Linked DNA regions of Zea mays: region 2 is linked to region 1. A link is a contact called in public Hi-C data. All regions are on one chromosome and are shown on one strand. The core of a region is the stretch at or near the end of the contact, and the rest is flanking DNA. Distances in the headings are between cores, read along the strand shown.

Region 1 (6,109 bases), core at 1,054-3,553:
AGAACTGCAGTCCCAGTTGCTGAAGCTTTCTTCGGCGCCATAGCGAAGGTTTATGGTTGCCGAAGGTGTTCAAAACTCAAAGAGTGGAAGTGAGTTCACCGGAGGTGGGCGCCAATGTTGGGTACTTGTTCTCAAATGCTATGAGTTAAGAACAAGGCAACACAAAAAATGTTAAACGTTAAAGTCCTTCGTCCTTCAAAGCATTATTTCCCTTGGGATATAATGACTTTCGGACGAAGGTTGTGAAGGACATACCTTCATCAACACAACATATAATAATGAAGTAGGAATCATATGAAATATAAAGGTTAACGTAAGCAATTGTGTACAATCATCAACTCATTTCTATATTATTATTATGGAAAAATAGAAATGATATCAAATTACAAATGTACCTTCGGCTTGAAAGAAGGTAAAAGTACAAGCGTGACGCAAAAGCAAAATGTCAAGTCAGCGTGAACAGTACGGGAGCACTGTTCACCTATTTATAGGCACGGGACACAGCCCATGTAAAATTACATCCATGCCCTTTACATTTGGTAGTAATTTTATAGTAATCCACCGAGGTCTAAATGGTCTTTTTATCTTTAAGTCGGTTTCCTTTTCTGTTATCACGCCGAAGCTTTCCTGCTCACAGCTTCGGCGCTGTATCAACCTTCGTATTCTTTGGGCTTCTCCCACTGTGGTACCGATTCGAGTCCGAAGATACCTGTTCACACATTATACTCCAGAAACATTGTTTAAATCATATTTTTGAGGACCTTCGGAAGCCGAAGGCCCCAACAAGACATATCTTTGATATTTTTTTTTGTGAACATACCTTTCCACATGTGTGCAATGACTATGACAGAGTGAGCGAGATCGACACACGATGGCAAGAGCGTGTTGCCAGCAAGCGAGGGCGAACGAAGATGATGCATCAAGTATTTTAGGTTCCAGCTGTATCCTAAAGATCTAATCGGTAATCACTAATTGACCTTCTTGCATGGAAGTTTGGAGGCCTAAAAAATGCCCCCCCCCTTCAGCCGAACCAGTTGCACTCCCTTGTACATGGTCCTAAATAAATGCCATAAAATATTAATATATTTTAAACGTTTATAATATAATATAATAAATTAAAGACATATTTACACAAAATAAAAATCATGATCATAGTGTTGTGCTATTTGTATCTCATATAATATGCACTCTTCGTTATTTATTTATTTATTTATTGTATTTTAGTAAAAAATAAACTAGCGAATGATAAATATTCGAGAGAAAAGTTATTATATTTCCTCAACAGGCTAAATAGACGTAGTCAAACAAATGCGATCGTGCGCTTAGTTACGCGTCCTTGGACAAATCACCCCACGACTGCTGTGCTGCACAGAAATTCCACATGCATGCATGATGGAAGGGTTCAGTCTGAAAACGATCAGCATATGTGATGTGCCTAGAAAACAAAACAAGACAAGCTCGCGATAGGTATCTCATACTCCGATTGACCATTTTATCCCTACAAGAGACTAACTACCTTGACTAACACAAGTCAGAGTGTCAAACTTGCTCTTCAAAAGTGCAGTATTAAGAACAAAAGTAGTATATCGATTAAGATTGTACACTCTAAAATATGCAAGCAATCCTAGCTAAAAATTAGAGCATGCTTCGCCCCAACACGCATTTGAGCGCAACGCAAAATCCTATTATATATTTGTACCATATAAAACATCAGTTTCTAGGATTTTAGATTTTATAGTTTTCAATATCGTCGCGCCCCTCTTATTTAAACAGTAAAAAACTAAAATTATATATAAATGATGATTCAAAGTATAATTATTGACTTTAAATCCACATTTATATACACTTAATCAACAGAACACATATCTTTTTATATTTTAATGTTTCATACTCTATACTTAAACATAAATAAACCGTATGCATATCATCGCACTTTTGCTAGTAAATAAATAAAGAAAATATGGGCAGAAGTTGCAAAACGCACGCACTTCACTGGCCACGGCGACCGGTGATAGCACGACCCTTGGAGCTAAAAAAAATCTACTACTGGTACTGCTGACAGGCCTGAGCGGCAGGCCCCACCGAGCGATGCACGTTATCCATGGCGCCTCGAGGAGACCCCGGCGAATGCTGGCCCTTGGATCCAACCGAGCTAGCATGCATGCGCATTCGCTGCCTTCCAAACGGAGGAAGGGGAAATTAACAACGCGATTACGCGAAGCCTTCAAAAAGCCAGCCCCCTCCTCTCCCTTCCAGGCAACCCAACCACAGGCCACAGCGCAGCGGTGTGTGTGGGTGTGTGTCTGCGCCAGAGACCAAACACCAACCTCCCCCCACCCTCGACCCATCCCCACCTCGCCGCCGCCGCCGCCGCCGCACGGTCTCCTTCCCCGAGGTAAGCGCCGGACCTTACCCCTACGTCCGTCCCTCCTCCCGGATCGATCGCCGGGCACCGCGTCAATTGGTTAGCGTGTCGGCGGCGGACGAGGCCGAGGCGGGCGCGGACGATCGGCGCGGTGCGGACCGATCTTAGCGGCCGTGGTCTCTGATCGCGCGGGGATCGCTCCGGCGCCCGCCGATCTCCCCGTGTCGTGGCGGAAATTTGGGGGGCGGCCTCTGTCCCCTTGGTTTCTTTACCCGTAGAGATTTTCTGGGAGGGGGGGGGGGGGGGGGGTGATGAGGTGGGTGAGGTATTGGCGTGCTTTAATCTCGCGTGTTTTGATCGGTCTTTTGACAGAGGAATACGTGCGGATGAGATCGGGATAGGATTTGTGGAGGAGAGGGATTGTGGGGAGCTGACTGTTGGGAAATCTCATGTCATGGCTTGCGTAGATTTTTTACCGCAAATGGGACAAGGCTCAGTAGTTTTGCATTAGTCCTAGATGTCGATCGTAAATAAATGAAGGCTTGTTTGTGCTTGCTCGATCAGTACTTATTTATCCAGATGTGTTCTCTCATGTTTCCAGTGATATTTTATGTTTGTTGAGCTGTTAGTAGAATGCAGTACCGGTGTATTGACTACTTAACGATGCTGTCGTGGTTTTCGATTGACAGATTTGAATGCGTTAGGAAGTGCATGGGGAGAAAGGATGCCAGAGTTGCGTAGTGGAGTCCGGCAGTCTCGGTTGAGGGCAAAGAAGGTTGAGGATCTTGTGGTTCAAGACCCTACTGACAACTTGGTTGTGGCGGCACCTACGGTGGCAGGAAGACGTGGTAGAGGAAGGGGTGGGAGGGGTGGAGGGAGAGGAGCAGGACGGGGAAGGGGAGGAAGAGGAAGAGGTGTTCCAGTGATTAACTTGGATCCTGACCAGCCTCTTGAGGTTCTTCCAGGAGCTGGTGTTGGTGCCCGCGCTGCAGGTGGGGCGCAGCCCATTGAAGACATTGCTAATAAGGTATTGAAGATGGATGGTGGGAGTGCTGAGAAGATTGCTGGAGGTGAAGATGAAGGGACTACATCTCCAGTCCCAGAGAAGGTATGCTCTTCTTATGCACTTTTGCTTGCCCTATTTGGTTCTGTATCTTCACTTGCATGATTTTCATAGCAGTGTCATTTGTTGCCATTGAGGCTAGTTTTGTCAGTGAAGCTATCTGAGAAAATGGGATAATAATGAGAAAATATAGATTGTGGCAAGGTGTCATTGTGGGATGGCAACAGGCACATTTACCTGCATGCCCGCGGGCAAAACCCTATGGGATGCGGGTTCAGGTGTGAGTTTGCACGTGTGGGCATGAGTGCGGGTTTAATTCTCAACCGACGGGTTTTTTCTTGCAGGTTTCAAAAAGTTGTACCCGTGCCCGCGAACCTGCGTACCCACACTGGATATATATCTATATGCGTGCATATATATGTACATTTATATGTGTATATAAATACATGCATATATATAGATGGAATATGTGTAATTATGTGCCCGCGGGTTTGTGGCACCCATGGGTAGAGGGTATGGGTAGCATGTTGTACTCGTTGCGGGTAATGGGTGCGAGTGCGGGTTTAATATTAACCTCGCGGGTACGGGTTTGTAAATCCTATACCCGCGGGTTTCAAACCTGTTGCCACACACCACATGGAATATGGTATCATTCATTTTTTTAATAAGCGTAGTTCATATATGTGCCCATTTTACATGCAGCTACTCATTATGTATCTTTGGAACTTCACATGTATTAACTATCTTACACCATCAAGAATCAAGTGACAAACAATTCAGTGCCTTCTTCCTTACTCTATCATTGTTTTAATGGTTATATATCTGCAATAAATATCTTATTGATTCCTAATGAGACTGAATGAATGAAATGTTCATTAATATGCACAATTCTTTAGCTGTAGGTGTAGTGATTTCATAATTTATTATGGGATAGCCTGTGGATCAGATATGTAGTGACCTAAAGGAGTTTGGAGTTGGTAAGAAAACAGAAAGTTGTGGATACAATATGGCTTGCTACCATTTTCCTGAGGAAAACAGTTCTATTCCTTTAACATTAGACCAGTTAACGTGTTGCTTAGTGTAACTACATACTGTCAGAGTGTTAGTCTCCTGTGTTAGGGTAGGTGCACCATTCCGGATTATGTTTCGTTTGTGTCAGTCCACTTCCAATGTTATAGGCGAGTGTCTGTAGATGCAGTTGCTTTGTTCCTCTGAACTTAGCATCATATCTTGCACAATTTCAGATGTATAAATTATTACATCACTTGTGTCTACCTTGAGACTTGATTTAATCAACTGAAAGTGTCATGTCTGGTTTTATTGCCCAACCTTGCCCACTGGCCTTGGCTTGCAAGGTTGGTCAAGGCAAACCTCGCTACTGGACGAGAGACATTTTTTGTCTCTCATGTCTCATCAAAAGCTACGGAATCCTTGCACAGCTTGCTCAAATTCAAACCAAGCAAGGGAACTATCAGTACCTTCTTGTCCCCTTACTAGGTAAGGCCAGGCAGGGCCGTAGGGTGGGCAAAGAAATCAGGCGTGCCCTTATTTTAGATCAAAGTGTTAAGTCCAGATTTTGTTGTTGTTGTTGTTGACTAGGTGAGTCAGAGTTGTATGTATATGAGAAGTGGGCCTTATCAGAAATGAACATGATAAAATACTGTTTGGATGCATCTGTAAATAGGCCAGGCTACAGTATTTTACGTTCAAAGTATTGAATCTTTTATTACAAGATATAGCAAGTACTTGCTATAAAAGCTATAGAGAGCTCACATCTGTCATCAACTCTTGAGCACTCTAAAACTGGATAGTACAGGACTACATGTAGTTGTCAGAGATAAATCTATACTTCTATACTTAATCTATTAAGAACCTAATGTGGGCACCTGGTGATACCATGGCCCACCCACCACACTGCGCAAAATATAGTGCAGAGCGAGCACTCGAACCCATGCTCCTTGCTTCAGAAATTTGGGGTTAACCACCAGACCACACGTATCTTAGTGTTTAGAAATAAACAATAGTTATATTTGAGTATATAACAATCGTAGGAAAGCACGGCTACTGGCTAGTTTACTACATAAGGACAGGCCCAGTGCTGGCGTCTCCTACACGAGTGGGGTCTGGGGAAGGAATAACCGATGTAGCCTTACCCCTGCGTCGAACCTAGGACCTTTTGGCTCAGTGCGAAGACTTCTCACCACTGCGCCAAGCTTGTCCTTCATTAATCTACTACATATAGTAAAAAGTGGCTAGTGCTACAAATAGCCCACCTATGCTACAAATTTTAGCATGATCTTTTTCAATCTACTTGGAAGAAATAAATTCAAACATGAGAATCTTACCAACAAATGCTTGGATTGCTAAAAAGGAAAAAGTTACCATGTTTTCCAGGTTCATGAAATATTTTTTATTAGTGATATATTTTGGTAACTGGTAATAACTGAGTAACTGACAGCTCTAGCCAATGGTGCCAAAAGCTAGAACTGCAAATGTATAACTGGATTTGAAAATTTGGTCACCTTTAAATGATAAATTTCTTTTGCAGGTTCAAGTAGGCCATTCTCCACAGTACAAGGTTGAACGCAAGTTGGGGAAAGGTGGTTTTGGGCAAGTATATGTTGGCAGAAGGATTTCTGGGGGAACAGAGCGCACTGGACCTGATGCTTACGAGGTTTATA
Region 2 (6,109 bases), core at 1,095-3,594, 190 kb after region 1:
GTAACACAATCAGGAATTTATCAAATTAATTTCTGTAATACTTTGTTTAAACTTGTAATGTGTATAACACATCTCTGTTTCTTTTCACATGTTGTGTAATACAACATGTTCATGCATGTTGTGTTATTGCTTCGCCAGCAGCTTGCTACCTAAAAATATAGTTCTTGAATTGATAAATGTCGTTGGAACTGGATCAAGTTTAGATTCATGGTTGCCAGGAAAATGGATTTAACTATTAAGACTGATTCCACAAACAAAAACGCATAAGTGGCCTGAGTTGATCATACTCAAATGCACAATTATGTTGGGAATTGCTGAAAGCCAAGATCCAGCAACGAAAAGGTACAACACTTTGTTTTTCTTTGCTAGGCCAGTTTCATCCAGGACATGGTAGATTATTCTCATGGAATAAGGGATGTAAACATAACCATGCTACTCCATGCCAACTTCTCCCGAGAGTTACACTGGTTAGAACATTTAAGTCCAGGTCTCAATGAAACCTGTGCGACCAGTCCAGGTTCGATGGCTGGCACAAACTTCTTAAGGGAAAAAAGCATGCGAGAAGGGGCATCTCTCCCCCTGGTTGAGTCTTATTTTAAACTATGCTATTCCATGAATGAAGTAGAAACAAATGGAACTAGTTTCAACAAAAGAGCTCTAGTTATATATGTAGGTACATCAACTATCTTAGGCATCCAGAGACCCTCAAGATTCACACAAGCACATTACCACGAACCTAAGATGAGATGCTCATTTCAATTCCAAAAGGCTGCGTCACTCAGGGAATATTTGATGATGGTAATAGTACATGCACCCACATGTACAAGTGGAATAAACATATTGCAAATGAGAATACAACAATGTTAAATGGCCAAAAGTCTGGAACTTGACTGTTTAAAATTAAATCTTTCAGAACTTTCAGCGGATAGTAATACCTAGGGGTGAATAACATGTGGGAATGTACTGCCAAAAAGAGTTACATGCGGAAATCAAGTTAACTGTACTTCAGAGTTTATATTTCACAAATTCTTAAAGAAACACAATACTGTGCCACTGAAAATAACTGAACCACATTACCCTGCCCGGGGATCCCTCACAATCCTCTGCAGACTCCTCACAGTTTCAATGTTGTGCGCATAAACATCTAGGCCAGAGTTAGCCAAAGATGAGATGGCCTCCAGGTCACCTCGAAAATCTGAGGTTAAGCACTCCACCAGTATTCCAGGTTTGAGCTCCTGAAGCGAAAATTCAGAAAACATCAGCCAGTACTTGTACCCAAGTTCAAATTCTAACAAAGTAAGACACAACACAGAGCAAAAAGCATGGATAAGGCTGACCTTTAAAGCTTTCACTGTTTGAGCAAAATGGCTACTTCCACCATCAGGTAAGTCATCTCTATCGACACTGGTTAGCACGACATAATCTACTCTGGAAAGAACAGCATTCCTTAAATCAGCCATGTAATCAACCACATAAACAGAAAATGAACAGTGGTTAACATACAGCTTATAGTAAAAATGTGTCTGCTTTGATATACCAATTACAATTTCATCGATCAGTCACTCAGAATGATGAGAACCTAACAGTTTCTAATCTGCAGATGATCAACCAGGCAGGAAGATCATACCCCCAGCTTGCAACAGCCAAAGCCGTGTTTAGAGGCTCCAGGGGATCCGGCGGCGGTGGCTTGTTGCTGGTCTTCACAGCGCAGAATCGACACCCGCGCGTGCAGGTGTCACCAAGCACCATGATGGTGGCCGTGGCGATGCCGTCCCCTTCGCCGCCGGCCCCTCCACCTCCGTTCCAACACTGTGCGCCCCCAAAAAACAAGCGGTTCCGTCAGAACCCAACACTGAGACCAAAGCGCTGTTCTCGCGGGTAGGTACTGACGCGACGGCGTCACGCGGAGGGAGGCGTCATCCGTGTGCGTACCTCGCCGATGTTGGGGCACTGTGCCTCGACGCAGACGGTGTTGAGCTTGAGCTCGCCGATGGACTCCCGCAGGCGAGCGTACTTCTCGCCCTGCGCAGCGCGCTGCCGCAGCCAAGCGGGCTTCTTCACCTCCGGATCCCTCCCGGTGTACGGCCCCGCGGGCGCCCTAGACGCCGTCCCCACCGGTGGCGCCGCCTCAGCGTGGCACCGTGCCACGGCTACCAGGCCCCGTCTACCGCCGCGTCCGGCCAGTACCGGAGGCCGCAGCGGCCGCGCGAGGGAGCTCTGCATCGTTGTCGGCCGGTGGAATCGGGCGCGGCGTCGGGCACAGTGGAGGCGATGGGTTCCAGGCGGGGAGGACGGGTAAGCGTTCCCGTTTCACCCCTTGTGTAGTAGAACAGGGGGTCGATATTAGGCCGGCGATGATACCAAGGTTGGTCTTTCTTCGCCTCGCCTACCTCTGCCTACCGAAGTCGTTGCGATGAATTGGGTCAAAATCGACGTGGGTCAGCGGGTGCGGGTGCTCGTAGCTCACGAACTAACATTTCTTTGATAAGTGATCTAAGCTGGAAATCGCACAGTTGCCTAAGGCAAACAGCTCCACATTCCGCAAGGAATGTTGGGGAATCTGATGAAAGGAAGACCGGCAGAACATGATCAACAAGGAACAACTCAAACATTTCCACCAAGACTAGCGGCCAAGAGCCCAAGACTCAAGAGTAGCTCAATAACAGTATGTCTGCTGCGTATATCTGCTGGTCTATAGGTACGGAGATTAGACTAGGTCTTCGGCAATCGGCATGCAATTTTCTGCATCTCGTCTCCTGTAAAATAAGACTCGTGCAGCTGAATATTCCGATGGCAAGTCGTTTTAAAACCTGTTGGTATAAAATAAACCCATGGCTCAGGGCCAGGATACTTTAAAACCTGACGGAAAGATGATGATACAAATAGGTCGGACAATAATATTTGCTGATGGCCACACCACCACCCTTTCCATTCCCCGTCCCGTCTAGTCTAGATCGACGAGGCCACCAAACGGAACGCGCGCCTCGTTCTGGACAAGCCGTTCGCGTCGCACCGCCTGGCCCCGCTCCCGTCTATTTTTGTCAGTTATGGCTCGGGGCGTGTCATTTTCCGCGGCGGAGTTTGTTCGCCGACTAGACGACATGACTTGCGCTGAGTTGGGCGTTCGGTTTCGAGTGTGGCAGGCAGTGTGGGTGAACTGCTTGGAAATCAAATGACCGAACCAAGTTTCTAGGTGACAGCAGTTTGGCCAAACTCCGCTACAGATGTCTCGTCTCCGATGTATCATGTGTGTGAAGGAAGGGTTATTGCCTTATTGGGAGCTTCAGTTCAGGACAATCCTGCTGCAGGAGCTGATGCGTCGTCAAATGTCCAAACTCCGCTAGAGATGTCTCGTCTCCGATTTCTGGTACTTCTTCCACAGCTGCGGAACCAGATGGCCAAACCCCAGAAGAAAGGGAAAAAAACGCAAAAAAAAAAAAAAGGCTTGGTTCTGGACGCGGGTGAGTGGGCCAACTTAAGCCCGCAACAGCCAGGCCCGAATCTGATGCGTGTACGCCACAAGGCCCATAGAGAAAGGAAAATGAAACAAAAAAGAACGCCGTTGCCGGGGATCGAACCCGGGTCACCCGCGTGACAGGCGGGAATACTCACCACTATACTACAACGACCGAATTGAAATACTACTAGAGCACGGGTTTAGTAATTATAAAGTATCACTGGCAAGTGCAGCCCATGATATTTTTGGACACGACATGTGATCTGTCTCATGTTTGATAGTGCTTGTTCGGTTATTCCTAAAACACATGAATTGGATGAGATTGGAAAAAAATGAGAAAATGTTTGACTTGTTTGGGATTTAAACTCATCCAATCCCACTCAATCCACATGGATTGAGAGCTAACCGAACAAGCCCTGACTGGGCGTGTCGTGCCACCAGGCACGGTAAATCGGTGAACAGTAGTGCCAGTATCAGCACGGTCACTATAATGTCTCACACAAATAAAATCCGTGCAAAAATAAGATCGACATATTTATTCAAGATTTAAACATCTACAGATAAGAAGACCAGTTCAAACTTCTAAGAAGACAATTCTATTAAGAGTTTCTGGAAATATAATCACACAACCGAGGTAGAAGGACGAGAGCGCTTTGCTCATCCTCTGCACCTTCCTCTACACCGCCTTTTTGACCATCGCCGATAAGGACGGTAGCATCGCTGCTATGGCTGAAGATCTCCACAACATCCTCACACAGGTCATCCTCATCGTCATCTCCGGCCAACCCGCACAAAACGCCTTTCCTTGTTGCCATCGATCTCAACTGTATCTCGTCCGAGCCGACCATCGTCAATCAATGGAGACCTGATTCCTCAATGGCTACACCAAAGTTGCATTAGTACAAACTACAGATGAAGGGTCATGGTTAAATTTGGGTTAGGATTAGGGTTACCTAAACAACCGGAGCACTAGAATCTCCGTCGCCCATGTCGACTGATCGACGAACAACAGATCCGTCCACCCTGTTCCTCAACGAATTTGAATCTAGAGCACCAGAGTAGCCGACAACATGTGACCTCGACGAAGACGACAAGACGAGGATGATCTCGTGTCGTGTGCCAGTGCTTGACACCGGTGCTCAAGATCACACCAGAGAGGGAGAAGAGAGGAGTTAGGGTTACTGTTCGGCGAATCCCGACAATGCCCCGCACACGCAAATCCAAGGGTCAGATGGAGCGGGGGGGGGGGGGGGGGCGCACCAACGATGGAAGAGTGTATTGTGGCCGCGTCTGCCACCGGAGTGGGAGAAGAAGAGAGCAGAGCGGAGGCAGAGAGTGTGAGTGGTTGGATTGGAGCGAAGACATGATTTAGAGTTGGGTTCGGACGTGGCGTGGTCATTGGCCAGCGGGGCCCAGAGCACTTGGTTAGGCGCACTGGACAGTGTCGGTCCAATTAAGCGTGTCGGACCTAGGCCGACCCTAGGACCGAAATATTTGCGCAACCCATATGTGTCAGGCACTGACACTATGCTAGTTGAACGGGTCGTGCTTTGTTATATTGTGGTGGGATCGGTCCATCTTAGGGCTTGTTCGGTTATTCCCAATACACATGGATTGGATGGGATTGGAAAAAATTGAGAAGAAGTTTGACTTGTTTGGGATTCAAACCCATCCAATCCCACTCAATCCACATGGATTGAGAGCTAACCGAACAAGGGCTTATTAGTGCTAACTGTCTTTGTTATATTGTGGTTGGATCGGTCCATCTTATTAGTGCTAACTGTCCATCTATAGACAAATTCTCTGTACTATACCGGCGCAGGTGCCGGAAAGCCACAGCGACCGCCCGAACTCGTACGAGCAACTGGAGGTGGCGCGCAAGATCACGGCCGTGGCCGTGGCGACCCGGCCCTCGCGCCTCGAGCTCGAGAACGCGCGGCTACAGAAGAGGCTGGCCGCCAAGGACCGCCTCCGCGGCTCCGCGCCTCGCTCGCCGAAAGGGCCGCTACGCTCAAGCTAGCACTTCGCAACGCCGACGCGCCACACTCGACGACAACGTGAGTTTTCATTCTCCACCTCGCGCTCTCCTGGACGCTTGCTATGCCTTCAATTTTGTTGCTTTTGGCGGTATCTTGGCGTCTTGCCTGCTTACTGATGCATGACGAGGCAGTTGATTTCGATCGCGATTGGTGGTGTCAGCGAAGGCCAAGCTGCTTCTGCTGAATGAACTCTCACGTCCACGTTGGCGTCAACGAAGGCCAAGCTGGCGTCAATTATCTCCTTTTCTATTACGGAGTAGATCTCTGGCATCAGACTCAATTGCCCTAGCTGCTTCTGCTGAATCACCTCAGAGGCGTTCCTCCTTGCACACTATTTATCACAGGAAAAAAAAAGAGAAAATAGTAGAATACAACATTACAGCACGATACACATAAGAACGATTTCAAGACGTATGCATGATACACATAGCTGTTCATCAAGAATTACATATGCTTCGGGACTTATTAGCTTCATCGTTGATCTATGTGGATCACATGATATTAAATCGATTTAAATTTATAGTAAGTTCAAATCCATCTGACCATCTCAATCCATCCCAATTCTACTCTAATTCACATGGAATTAGAATAATCAAATAAGGTCTCATGTGGT

Evidence for each region. A called contact is a pair of places that touch in the nucleus more often than the background predicts.
Region 2: a contact with region 1 is called in a Hi-C map of tassel, with 2.7 times the contacts expected there. The contact joins the promoter of LOC100283909 here to the promoter of LOC100502202 in region 1. A contact is called at or near these places in 2 of 25 Hi-C or Micro-C datasets (ear and tassel).

The regions. Positions count from the first base shown.
Region 1 is chr8:179,123,398-179,129,506 of Zm-B73-REFERENCE-NAM-5.0, forward strand. It overlaps LOC100502202, which reads left to right and starts at 2,304. Exons shown (of 17, transcript NM_001357699.1): 1 at 2,304-2,395; 2 at 3,055-3,473; 3 at 5,977-6,102. The coding sequence starts at 3,090.
Region 2 is chr8:179,314,745-179,320,853 of Zm-B73-REFERENCE-NAM-5.0, forward strand. It overlaps LOC100283909 (lipoic acid synthetase), which reads right to left and starts at 2,345. Exons shown (of 7, transcript NM_001156807.2): 1 at 1,933-2,345; 2 at 1,628-1,809; 3 at 1,338-1,428; 4 at 1,078-1,235. The coding sequence starts at 2,223. It overlaps TRNAD-GUC (transfer RNA aspartic acid (anticodon GUC)), which reads right to left and starts at 3,629; the gene lies at 3,558-3,629.